Linked DNA regions of Mus musculus: all the other regions are linked to region 2. Evidence: chromatin contacts called from public HiChIP or PLAC-seq data. All regions are on one chromosome and are shown on one strand. Each heading gives the region's core, a stretch centred on a gene start, on an enhancer-like site or on the middle of the called end of the contact. The rest is flanking DNA. Distances are from core to core; before and after follow the strand shown. Region 1 overlaps F2r (coagulation factor II (thrombin) receptor). Region 2 has its middle 28 kb from the start of Gm24032. Region 3 overlaps Gm32640 (a long non-coding RNA gene).

The links. HiChIP or PLAC-seq counts read pairs in DNA pulled down with a chosen protein or histone mark.
Region 1: a FOXA1 HiChIP or PLAC-seq map of pancreatic cancer cells shows a contact between it and region 2. The contact joins two enhancer-like sites. A contact is called at or near these places in 2 of 39 promoter capture datasets (both in liver) and 1 of 115 datasets of contacts at active chromatin or transcription factors (pancreatic cancer cells).
Region 3: a FOXA1 HiChIP or PLAC-seq map of pancreatic cancer cells shows a contact between it and region 2. The contact joins two enhancer-like sites. A contact is called at or near these places in 1 of 484 Hi-C or Micro-C datasets (liver), 1 of 115 datasets of contacts at active chromatin or transcription factors (pancreatic cancer cells) and 1 of 9 other capture datasets (embryonic stem cells).

Annotation. Positions count from the first base shown.
Region 1 is chr13:95,607,889-95,611,701 of GRCm38.p6, reverse strand. All of the region lies in intron 1 of F2r (coagulation factor II (thrombin) receptor), which reads left to right. Among named protein-coding and RNA genes, the nearest start is that of F2r, 8.7 kb to the left of the region's middle. Within about 2 kb of position 2,416, at least 47 of the 459 cell types and tissues checked have an H3K27ac peak or open chromatin away from gene starts, as enhancers often do. A contact at or near this core is called in liver and pancreatic cancer cells, where this site is marked.
Region 2 is chr13:95,923,006-95,926,691 of GRCm38.p6, reverse strand. No RefSeq gene overlaps it. Among named protein-coding and RNA genes, the nearest start is that of Gm24032, 28 kb to the right of the region's middle. Within about 2 kb of position 2,256, at least 10 of the 459 cell types and tissues checked have an H3K27ac peak or open chromatin away from gene starts, as enhancers often do. A contact at or near this core is called in liver and pancreatic cancer cells, where this site is marked.
Region 3 is chr13:95,543,721-95,547,580 of GRCm38.p6, reverse strand. Gm32640 (a long non-coding RNA gene) reads left to right here. Exons shown (of 3, transcript XR_382764.3): 2 at 1,632-1,766; 3 at 2,541-2,711. Among named protein-coding and RNA genes, the nearest start is that of Gm32640, 3.2 kb to the left of the region's middle. Within about 2 kb of position 1,645, at least 33 of the 459 cell types and tissues checked have an H3K27ac peak or open chromatin away from gene starts, as enhancers often do. A contact at or near this core is called in pancreatic cancer cells, where this site is marked.

The DNA of each region.
Region 1 (3,813 bases), core at 1,167-3,666, 320 kb after region 2:
ATGCTATATTCAATATCAAAACTGAAGCCCGGCATGCTGGTAAATGCCTGTAATCCCAGCACTCAAGAGTGAAGACAGGACCGATTGCGAGTTCAAGGCCAACCTCAGCTACATTAGCAAGTTCAGGGCCTACCTGGGATGCAAAAGTCATTGTCTCAAAACCGCTTTAGAGAGACCCTTCCTTAAGTAAAACTTAGCAAGAAATGTACGAATGTACTTGGGAGCTGTGCTGAGTTCTCTGTAAGACAGAATTTAACTTTGCCTTGCTGTGACTGTTGCTCAACAAGCAAGGTGACTCTGAAGAGCTCTCGGCCAGCTGACAAACACTTTCCCCTTGACGTCTGAGTCATACTTGGACTGTAGGAAAAGCAGACGCAAGTCCCAGCATACGGTCTTGAGTATGTTGGACGTATCTAGCCACCTTGCCTGGACTCAGTGTTTCAGTGACGTTCATATACACTTAAGAATACTTTTTTCTAGCTTTTTTTTTTAATTTCTTTAGTTTCTAGCATATCAAATCTAAAGTGGGAAGAAAGGGTACCCGCCTTAGGCAGTGATATTTAGTTGAGGGATTATACATTCTTCTCCGTTCCAGACTGTAAATACCATGTGTTCCCTGAGGTATAATGTTTCTGGGCTACTGACAGAGGACGTGCTGATACAGGCATGACAGCAAACAGTATTGGCAAAGCCCAGGGAGTGTTGTTTTCAGACCACGTGACAACATTCCGTCTGCTAAGCTAGATAAGTGACTTCAAGTCGTGTCCCTGTTCCCAGTATCATGGAAGTTCCTATGTGTGTGTCAGGCCATGCTGGTAAGCACTTAATTCTCCGCTGTGCATCCCCAGAAGCCCCCAACCAGTCAGGCTCACGGAACTGAGCATCAGAGAAGTTCCTTTGTGTCCATACTCACTGGTGGGACGGCGGGATCGTGGGGATAATTCTGGGTTTTGTTTTCTGAAGTCCCTGGCCGTCTTCCATAATGGCTGTGCTTCCAGCTCTTGCTGGTGTCCAGGGTCCTGGCTTCTCTACACCCTTGCCAGCATTGGTAATCTTTCATTCTTCATGGTAGTCATCCTAGTGAAGTAAAGTGATCGCTCACGGTGGTTTTAAATGGCAATTCCATGACGATTAGTAATGCTAAGCAGTTTATTACATACCATTTAGGCATTTTTTTGTATTATCTATTAGTATTTGTATTATCTAAATGTCTAGTTAGTTTCTGTCCTTTTTTTCTTTTTGTTTTTGTTTTTTCGAGACAGGGTTTCTCTGTATAGCCCTGGCTGTCCTGGAACTCACTTTGTAGACCAGGCTGGCCTCGAACTCAGAAATTCGCCTGCCTCTGCCTCCCAAGAGCTGGAATTAAAGGCGTGCGCCACCACCGCAGGCCCTTTTTTAAAAAACAAACAAACAAACAAACAAACAAACAAACCAACAATTTGTTTTCTCCATAGTGAGTCCTTTGTTCCGTAGATGTTTGGACAGGAAATCCTTATCAGGTAGGACGTGTGATCTGTAGTGTTGTCTCCCATCTGTAAGGTATCTCTCACGGAAGATGGCTCCTTTGCTGTACAGTGCTTTTATATTGATTTCATTCCATCTATCAGCTTTGGCTGCCTGTGCCTTTGGGTCAGATCTATGAGCTTTCTCTTCTGGGTTTCCTTACCAAAACTGCAGTTTGGGGTGTTAAGCTTGAGTCGTTAGTCCAGTTGCAGTTAGTATTTCTAGATGTGAGATAAGTGGAAAGGGGGTGCCCAGAGATTTCATTTTGTTTTTATTCTATGTGTATGGGTACTTGGCTTGCATGTATGTCTGTGTACCACATGTCCAGTATCTGTGGAGGCCAGAAGAGGACGGTGGGTCACCTGAAACTGGAGATAAGATGAGTGTGAACCTCCTTCCAGGTGTAAGACTTGAACTCTGATCCTCTGGAAGTACAGCCTCTTAATGGCTGAGCTGTCACTCCAGCCCCAGAGCTTACTTTTGTCTAAAAGATTTGAGCAGAGCTAATAAAACTCCCAGTTCTTTTAGTTCATTGTGCCCCTCCCCAGTTGGTATTTTTGAAACAAGGTCTCACTTTGTAGCCAGGATGACCTACATGGCAGCCCAGGTTTGCCTCAGTTTTTCAGTTCTCTTGGTTCAGTCTCTCAAGTGCTGACATTGCATGTACCTGCCATTGTGCCCAGCCGCCCCGTTATTTTTTGTTATTATTTATTATTGGTGCAGGGGATTAAACCGTGGGCTACATGCTAGGCAAATGTTCTATCACTGAGCTAGAATCTCAGTCTCTTAATTCTCATTCTACTGAATCATTTGAGGTTGTATTCTGGACATTGGGCTATGAAGACTCTGGACTCTGGCACATTCCTTCAGAGTATTGATTATTGGCGTTTTGCATTAGCAGTCTGTTCATTTGGCTGCTGTCCTGAGCAGAAGCACAGGGTGTTGTTTGTTTTGGTTTTTTGAGACAGGTTTTCTCTGTGCAGCCCTGGCTGACCTGAAAATAGCTCTGTTAACCAGGCTGGCCTTGAACTGAGAGATCGGCTCTCCTCTGCCTTGTGAGTGCTGAGATGAAAGGCATCTGTTTTAAAGACAGGGTCCACTATATAATCCAGGATGGCCTTGGACTCTCCATCCTTCTGCTGTCAGCCTTCAGAGCACTTGGTGCGCTGGTGGTGGGGGGGGCTTGGAGATTTTGGTTTTTTTGTTTATCTTTAGCAGAGATTGTATGTAATGTGCATGACTCAAGTGTTGCCCAAACCCTCCAGCAGAGGCTGGGTGTGGCGGCATATGCCTTTAGTCCCGGCCCTCGGAAGGTAGAGGCAGGTGGACTTCTATGACTTTTAGGGCCAGCCTAGTCTGCACAGCAAGTTCCAAGGCAACCAAGGTTACAAAGTATAACCCTGTCTCAAAAAAAAAAAAAAAAAAAAAAAAGCCTAGAGCAGGTTTTGCACTGGAATTTGGGTTTTCTTTCCTAAGACTTTTTCCTCCTTCCTGAAATTCTTTCCCAGTGACTATGGAACTTGTGACCAACCAGCTATGTACTGTGACCTCCAACTGTGTACTGATTTGCAGTGGTTTAGGGAATGCAGTAAACGTTGGAGACTGAGAACAGACAGAGTGCCAGGGAAAGCATTCGTGGACTTTTTGTTTTTTGGGTCCCCCCCCTCCCACTGTTCTGGGGGAGAGGTGGTTACAATTTGAGTTCAAACTCAGAAAAGCAGGCAGGTTTGAGCAATGCTGGTGATGCTGCTGGAGCTGTAAAGCCCCTCCTCCTTCATAGCAGTTCTGTAAATGTCAGTACCACTGCATAGTGGAACTCTGAGTGGTAGAAGCTCTCCGTGCCTGCATCACTCACGAACTCTGTAAATGGCTGCATCGGGGAGGGCTTTTAGGGAAGGTAAGTGCATCACCACATTGAGGGATAGTTATTCCGCCCATCTCCTTAGCAAGACTTGCAGCTTTCCTGGGAAGTGGTGCCCTGGCCTGCCTGGTTACTGACAGCCCCATGGGTTAACTCTTCAAGGGGGAGACAGTGGCAGGTGACCTCATTTTAGGAGCAGATCATGGTGTCGTCTCCGCTCAGGGCCAGAGGCAGAACTCAAATTCCAGGAAGCGTAGCTTTCCCTTATTGGGCTTTAAGAAAGCCCTGACACCTGCGCCTTTTTATAGGGTGTTTTAAATCTTGGTGTGGGGGTGGGGCAATTGGGATGATTCCCTTTCTAGTGTTAGCCAGGAAAAAGGAGGTGGGGTCCAAAATAGATTATAAGAGAGGGGGTCCATTATAAGTGGCTTCCAAGGTGACTAATTCCT
Region 2 (3,686 bases), core at 1,007-3,506:
GAAAACGCAAATTACTAAACCTGAGAAACTCAATACTGGGGATGCTGAAATAAAGCAGGATTCCATGAAGACAGTTTCAACTTTAAAACAACACACTTATAGGTAGAAGGCACCCTAAAAGTGTACATGCACTTTTAGAAGTTGGGCATGGTGGTGCATGCATGCCTTTAATCCCAGCACATGGAGGCAAAGGTAAGAGGATCTCTGTGAGTTCAAAGACAGCCTGGTCTACACATTGAGTTCCAGGACAGCCAGGCTGCAAGTGCCTACAGAAGTCAGAGGTGGTGGACGCCCTGGAGCTAGAGTTGGAGGTGCTTGTGAATCATGGACATGGATGCTGGGAACTGAACTCCGGTCCCCTGGAAGAGTAGTAAGCGCCCTTAAGTGCTGAGCTCTCTCTCCAGCCCTGTGGATAGCATCTTAAAAGAAATGTGTGAGGCAGAAGAAGCATGTGATAAAACTAAGCAGAATGGTGGCAGAAGAGCCTGGGTTTCCATTTTGACTCTCGTACCAGCTGCAAAGCTCAGCTTTATATACCTCTACAAATGGCTCTAATGAGCACCACCCATCTGCCTGCATCCAGTGGGCACATACCAGGCTTCATGCATGTCCTCCCTCCACCAGTGCTGATGTTATTAGAGCCAGTATCTGTAGGAAAGCTTGAGGCTACATTTCCAGACATAACTTCAGCCAACGTTGCTAGCTCATGAATGTGGAACACTGGCAGGACCCCATGTGTGCTTGTATGTGCTCCTTCAAAACCAGGGTCTAGCAGGGTCTAGCAGGGTCTAGCAGATCACAGGGATGCAGTGGCAAAAGGAAGTCAGGCTCTGCTGTCTCACTACCTTGTCTCAGGGGCCAGAACTGTACGCTGGTGACCTGAAGTCACCACGTAGCAGGCTTTGGGGACTTCCTACTGTAAGGTTTCCCAGCTGCATTGACTCAGCCTCCTCAGCCCATCTGTCCTGCGAGGACAGCTGGCCAATGCCCTGTTAGCTGATGCCTCTAAGTTGACGTCACACCAAGAGACATGTCTATTCTCTCACTAGCATGTTGGTATGGTCTGCCTCCATATTCACAAAACTTTTGCAACAAGCCTGTTCAAAGAGTCTTGTGGGGACTACGTGCTTCTCTTGATACCGATTGCCTCGGCCCTGGTGACAGGCTGTAGCCAACACTTCCCTGAAAGCACTATAAAGATGTGTTTAGCATGCCTAAGGATGGGGGTTCCATCTTTATCACAGCAAAATAAATGAGTACATTTGAACAGGAACAACCAAGCCTGATGGGTCTCTTGTTATAACCTGTAAAAGCCTTTTGTATTGTACAGTTAGGAGAGAAACGGCTGTTGGTCCACCAAACTCTGGTGGGGTATGTAGAACTAAGTCTACTGAATTTGATGTTGTCATTGGTTCCGCCATGCTTTCTACAGCTTGGCCACATGGGAATTGTAGTTTTCCAGCATGAATGCCTGCTCAGTCTCAAGGAACTTTTTCAGGCACTAATAATGTATCTAATAACTCCACTAAAAGCTCTATGGGTACTTCGGACTTCCCCTTTTTCTATATCCCTCTTGTTCATAATTATTTATTAATATCTATCTATCTTGCCTATTTAGTGAAGATTATGAGGGTAAGAACTTCTGTCTGGTCACCAACATTTGGTGGAACAGGATCTCACTCGTGGAGTGATGTCCAGGAATGTTGGCGTGCCTTTAATCTCAGTACTTGGGATGCAAAGGTAGGCCTATTCTGTAAGTCTGTGGCTAGCCTGGTCTACATAATGACCATCTGTCAAAAAAAAAATGTAGTGAGTCATCTTGGATATCATGCTATCTGGACAATGCTTTTCATTTAACAAAACTGTATGGCCTCTAACACCCTCCATGTCAGGCAGTGCCACAACAAAATGATTTAGAGTTATTCTAGGTACACTAGAAAAATTGGCCTTGTATCTGGATAGTTAGAAAACTTTCCAGGTCCATGCCCTGGAAATGACTCAGGACAAATAAAAGGCTGAGGGACTGAGGCCCCGTGGCACATCAGGTAACAAGGAGGTTCTTAGGGAGGCCATGTGGGTGGGGATGGAATGGGGTGGCACAGTCTTCCCCCTCCCCCACACACACACTCAAACTTCTGACCCCCCCCCCCACCTCACCTTTGTCTGCCTCAAAAGAGCCGCCCCAGGGCCATGCTAGAACAGTAAATATGGGATCATGTTTGCTGACTTGGCTTAGGAACAAGATCTCACTCTGACCTTTTCCCACAGTGTAGTGAAAAGGAAGGACGAATTCAAAGTGAATCACACAGGTTTCCCATGAGGAAACCACATTGTATTGAGAAACAACTGAGCATTGCTGCCTAAAAGGACAAGGACATGTGTCCCAGCCATGTTCCTTCCTGGCAGCAAAGGAGGCCCAGGAGAGTCAGCTCTGCTCACAGGAGCTGCATAGTGGTCAGATGGGCCCTTGGGTTTGTATTGTCAACTGAATCTGGTGAAGGAACTGGAGATCCTCGAGTTATCTTGTTCACGATGGGCTGCTTTTAGAACATTTAGTCGCTAAGGAAAAGGATGCTAGCTCCATGGCCAGGCTTTGTGGACACCCAGGATGTTGTCTAGAGGAGAGAGACAACAGAGGAGCCTCTAGCAGCTCTTTCACCTGGGCCTCAGTTTCTGAGACATTTTCTGGACTTTTGAGGCTGGAATTTCTCCATCATTAGGTCGGCTCCTCTTTTTCCACCTGTCTGCTCTCACCAGACTCCTTCCACAACCCTCTTCTCTACCTCTTCACTCTTCTGGGTTCTTTCAGTGGTGCGTTTCTCTAGCCCCATCCGGGGTCAGTTTCTGTCTCGAGAACTCCCAACATGTAGGATTTAATAGGCTCAGCTTGTGGAATTTAATAAACGGTGAACTGTCTTTGGATTAGGGGCAAAATTATGGCTTAGCCGATGAATTTAACTGAAGCTACCTAGGAGGTTTCTTAGTTAGGGTTTAACTACTGTGAACAGACACCATGGCCAAAGTAACTCTTATAAGGGCAACATTTAATTGGGACTGTCTTACAGGTTCACAGGTTCAGTCCATTATCATCAAGGCAGGAGCATGACAGCATGCAGGCAGGCATGGTGCGGGAGAAGCTGAGAGTTCTACATCATCACCTGAAGGCTGCTAGGAGAAGACTGGCTCCCACATGGTTAGGAGGAAGGTCCCAAAGCCCACTACCACAGTGACACACTTCCTCCAACAAGGCCACACCTCCTGGTAGCACCACTCCCTGAGCCAAGGGTATTCAAACCATCACAAGTTATGTGGTATAATTTGCTCATCACATGACAGGCTCTGTGCTAGCATGGAGAATATACCAGTGAAGGAAAAAACATAAGACTTTGCTTTTGTAAATTCCACCTTCTACTGGGGCTGGAAGAGCTGACAAGAAAGAAAACAGAAAGCAGAACATGGGGTTGAGGCTGAGCAATGTGATGGAAGAAAACAGGCCTACATAAGGTGTGGGGAGTGCCTGGAACATGCTGCATATGACACCTTCTCTCTCTCTCTCTCTCTCTCTCTCTCTCTCTCTCTCTCTCTCTCTCTCTCTCTCTCTCTCTCTCTCTCTCTCTCTCTTCCTTCCTTTCCCAAAATGCTCCCTCTCAACACAGTCTCATTATGTAGTCCTGGCTGACTCAGGA
Region 3 (3,860 bases), core at 396-2,895, 380 kb after region 2:
CAGCGGGGCATGGCGGGGGCAGGCAGGCAGGACTGGTGATTAGATCTCAGGGGGAGAGTCTTGTGGGGGGTCTTATGACCTTCCCTCTCCTCTTTCAAGAGGAAATCAAGACACAGCACAGCCTAGCTGTTGTTTATCTGCTTTGTTGCTAAGACAACAGGCTCTGTGAGGTCTCCCATGCACAGCTGCTCTGCTTCCCTATGTCAAGCTCAGAAGAAATGGTTGTTCCGTGGAAGCTCGGGGTCTCTGAAGTTAAAGGGGTTTGGCAGTTCAGCCGTCAAAACCTGACCGGAAAAAAGAAACTGTCAGCCCGCAGGGCGGTGAGGCAGGTGTGTGCCCCTGGCTGGCTTTGCTGCAGCGGTTCATCCATCCATTCATTCATGCAATTAATGGAGATTGAGTGTCTCCTTGGAGACAGGATGGGGGCGGACCTGAAGCCAGTACCTACCTGGAAGAGCTTATAGCCAGTCTAAAGCTCGAGAGGGTTAGGGCCGTGGGATCTCAGCAAGATACTGGTTAGCGAGTAGAGTGTTGAGGCTTGGAGCCCAGGGAAGATATCTCAGCCAGAGTGAAGACTACAGCGTTCAGAGAAAGGCGGCCATCACCATGGCCCAGGAATGCCGCAAGAAGTGGGGCAGACTTGTGTGGCCCATGTCACAGCAAAGAGCCACTTCCGTCTGCCAGATTGGGGTCCCTACCTCTTATTCATAGGTTAATCTCCTCCTCAGCCTCTTTCTCATCACTTTCTTCATTCCCGTGTTCCTTCTTTCTCTTTCCCATCAGTCATTTCCTTTGATAGCTTTCCCCACCTTGTTTACTGTAGTCTCACCCAACGGTCTCCCAGTAGTGACCAGGAAAACAGTAAGACAACAGTTGACTCTGACTGAAAGTTGAGAGGACAGAAAGGGGTTTGTCAAGAGAACATTTTTGATAGTCTCCTCTGTATTAATTCTCTCAAGCTGTATAAGGCCTTCCAGCCCCCACACCCCCTGCCTGGGTTTGCCACTGTGTGAGACACAACTGGTGTCTAAAAGGCAACCGTGGGAAAGGCTGATCTTCCTTTACCAAGCAAGCGTGTACTGACGTTTGCTTAGGCAGAGAGCACCTGGAGAGGGAATGCCTGTGGATCAGTACTCCGGGTTTTTAAGGTTTCAGCAGGTTTCTGGCTTTTGCCCAATGTAAGTGGAATTCCAACGTGTTTGCTAATGTATCACTGTAATGAATGATGAAATGGGAAACGTGTCCTCACACCATTCTCTCAAATACACTTGAAAAACACAACATGTCTGAGAAAGATCAATGATCTTAACACCCTGAAATGATCACAGCAAATTGGTTTTTGCTGCCTAACAACCAAGTTCTCTGGCTCTCAGCAACAAACGCTATAATCTTTCGGAGGCCCTCAGGCCTGCCGTGGCTCTGAGGCTGGGCTCTGCTGGGCTCTGCTGGGCTGGGGTCCAGGCTGTGGGGGAGGTTAGATGGTGCTGCATGTCTTCTCCTTTCCTCAGACTGGAAGCTCCTGGGAGATAGTTTTCCTCATGGAAGATCACAGGAATGTAAAAGGGCAAGCAGAAAACCGGATGTGTCTTCATAGCTTCCCCTGGACTAAGTAAATGTATTGTGAATTCCAGCACATTCCGTGGTCCCCATTGAGTCATCACACCCCACCCAGGGCCGCCTGCGAAGCGCATTCCCTGGCCCACTCTATTGAACCACCAGTTCCCACAGCAGCAAAGAATGGAGAACAGTCATCTAATCTACCACAGGTGCAGTACATCTGTCCAGTCTTTGTTATGTGGCTTGTACAAGGCTACATCATGACCTAAGAGTGAGTTTATGCTCGGTGTGGTTCACACCTGTGATCCCTCCCCTCCCGAAGAGGAGGAGGCTCGGGAACCAGGAGTTCAAGACCAGCCTCAGCTACAGTGACCCTGTCAAAGCAATAGTAGCAAGGGTTGGCCTTTTTAAAAAATAGAATCATACCCATTGTATTTTTCTATGTTTAACCTTAAGCATGTATGTATGTGCATGTGTGAGTGTGCATATATGCATGTGTGTATACAGTATACTCGTGAGTGTGCATATATGCATGTGTGTATATAGTATACTCGTGAGTGTGCATATATGCATGTGTGTATATAGTATACTCGTGAGTGTGCATATATGCATGTGTGTATATAGTATACTTGTGGCAATGAGAAGATGCTTTGGGAGTGTTTGTTCTCTCTTCTACCAGTGAGCTCTGGGGATTGAACTCATGTCTCAGAGCTTGACAGTAAGCACTGTCTCTGCCACCATCTCTGTGGTCCGACCTTCCCCAATCTTTCTCTCGTGTTCTCCTTCCTCATTCAGATTCTTTTCTTCATTCCCACCTGCCTTCTTCTTCCATTCCCTCTGTTCCTTCCTCTCTTTTCCCGGGGTTCCTTCTCCACCATCTTGAGTTTTCTATCCACCCTTTCCCTACTGTGTCCTATAAGGAATAGAGAAAGCAGACAAGCAGAGAAGCAAATCATTTTTAACATTCATTCTTCACATTTCAGAAACCCAGTAGAATAAAACAATATGATGCAGAAGCAAAAACTTCCCAGGACCTGGAATATAACAAAGAGCTAGAAGCATCGCTTTCTGGAGGTGCGCCATGTTGCCGTAAGTGGGTAATGACTTTACTAACACTAGAGTTCTTTCTTTCCTTCTTTCTCTCTCTCTTTCTTCCTTCCTTTCTCTTTCTTTCTTTCTCTCTCTCTCTCTCTCTCTCTTTCTTTCTTTCTTTCTTTCTTTCTTTTATATAAGTACACTGAAGCTGTCTTCAGAAACACCAGAAGAGGGCATCAGATCCCATTACAGATGGTTGTAAGCCACCATGTGGTTGCTGGGATTTGAACTCAGGACCTCTGGAAGAGCAGTCAGTGCTCTTAACCACTGAGCCATCTCTCCAGCCCCTGATTTCTTTAAAAAACACAGAAATATTATAAGAATGTGCGTTTCTTTTAATCCCAGGTGTAGGGATGTGAGGCTGTTTCCAGAACGTCCGCAGCAGCTGACCGTGATTTGTCTCGTGCTCTAGCAGAGGCATGGTTTTTCCAGCTGCAGATAATTTTTGTGACTGTGTGATGTTTGGATATCTGGGAATTTTTCAAAGGGTACATAAATGTGAGGGTCCTGAGAGACAAGGTGGGTGGTCATTGGTTGTTTAGGAAGGTTGGTTGAGGTTTGGCATAGTCAAAGATAAAACAAAAAGGAAGATATTAGATTCGGGGATCTCTTTCATCTAGTGTTAGGGGTTGAAATGGGAGTATGGTTACTTTTGTGTCACTTAAGAGAATGCCTGGTGGAAGCTACTCATATAAGATTTATTTGGGTTATGGTGTCAGAGGCTTGCAGTGGTCCACTATGGCAGGGAAGGCATGGCCATTCATGATGATAGAGGTGTGTGTCTGAGGTGTTCACATCATTTACAGATCAGGAAACAGACAGTGAGACTAGCACAAGGACCAGGTATAACCTTCAAAACCCTCTCTTAGTGACTGACTTCTGACAGCCAGGCCCCACCTTCTAAATAGTTGACAGTCAGCTTGGACTGACTGTCCAAGCTTTTCAAACATGTCCCTGTAGAGGAGAATTTCAGATTCAAAGATGCCAGAGTTATTTTGTATCTTTTTTCTCTACTACCTCAGCCTCTTTCTTCCTCAGTGTGGATCTAAGTGCTTCATAATTGCCTGGCTGTCTTGTCTCCCATATCACAATGAGGATCTCCAGGTTAGGAGTGACATTCATCGTGTCTACTGTTGTATGCTCAACCTGCCATGGAGTATCACATAGTGAGTGACTGAATACATGAACCAGACTCATGACTATGCCCT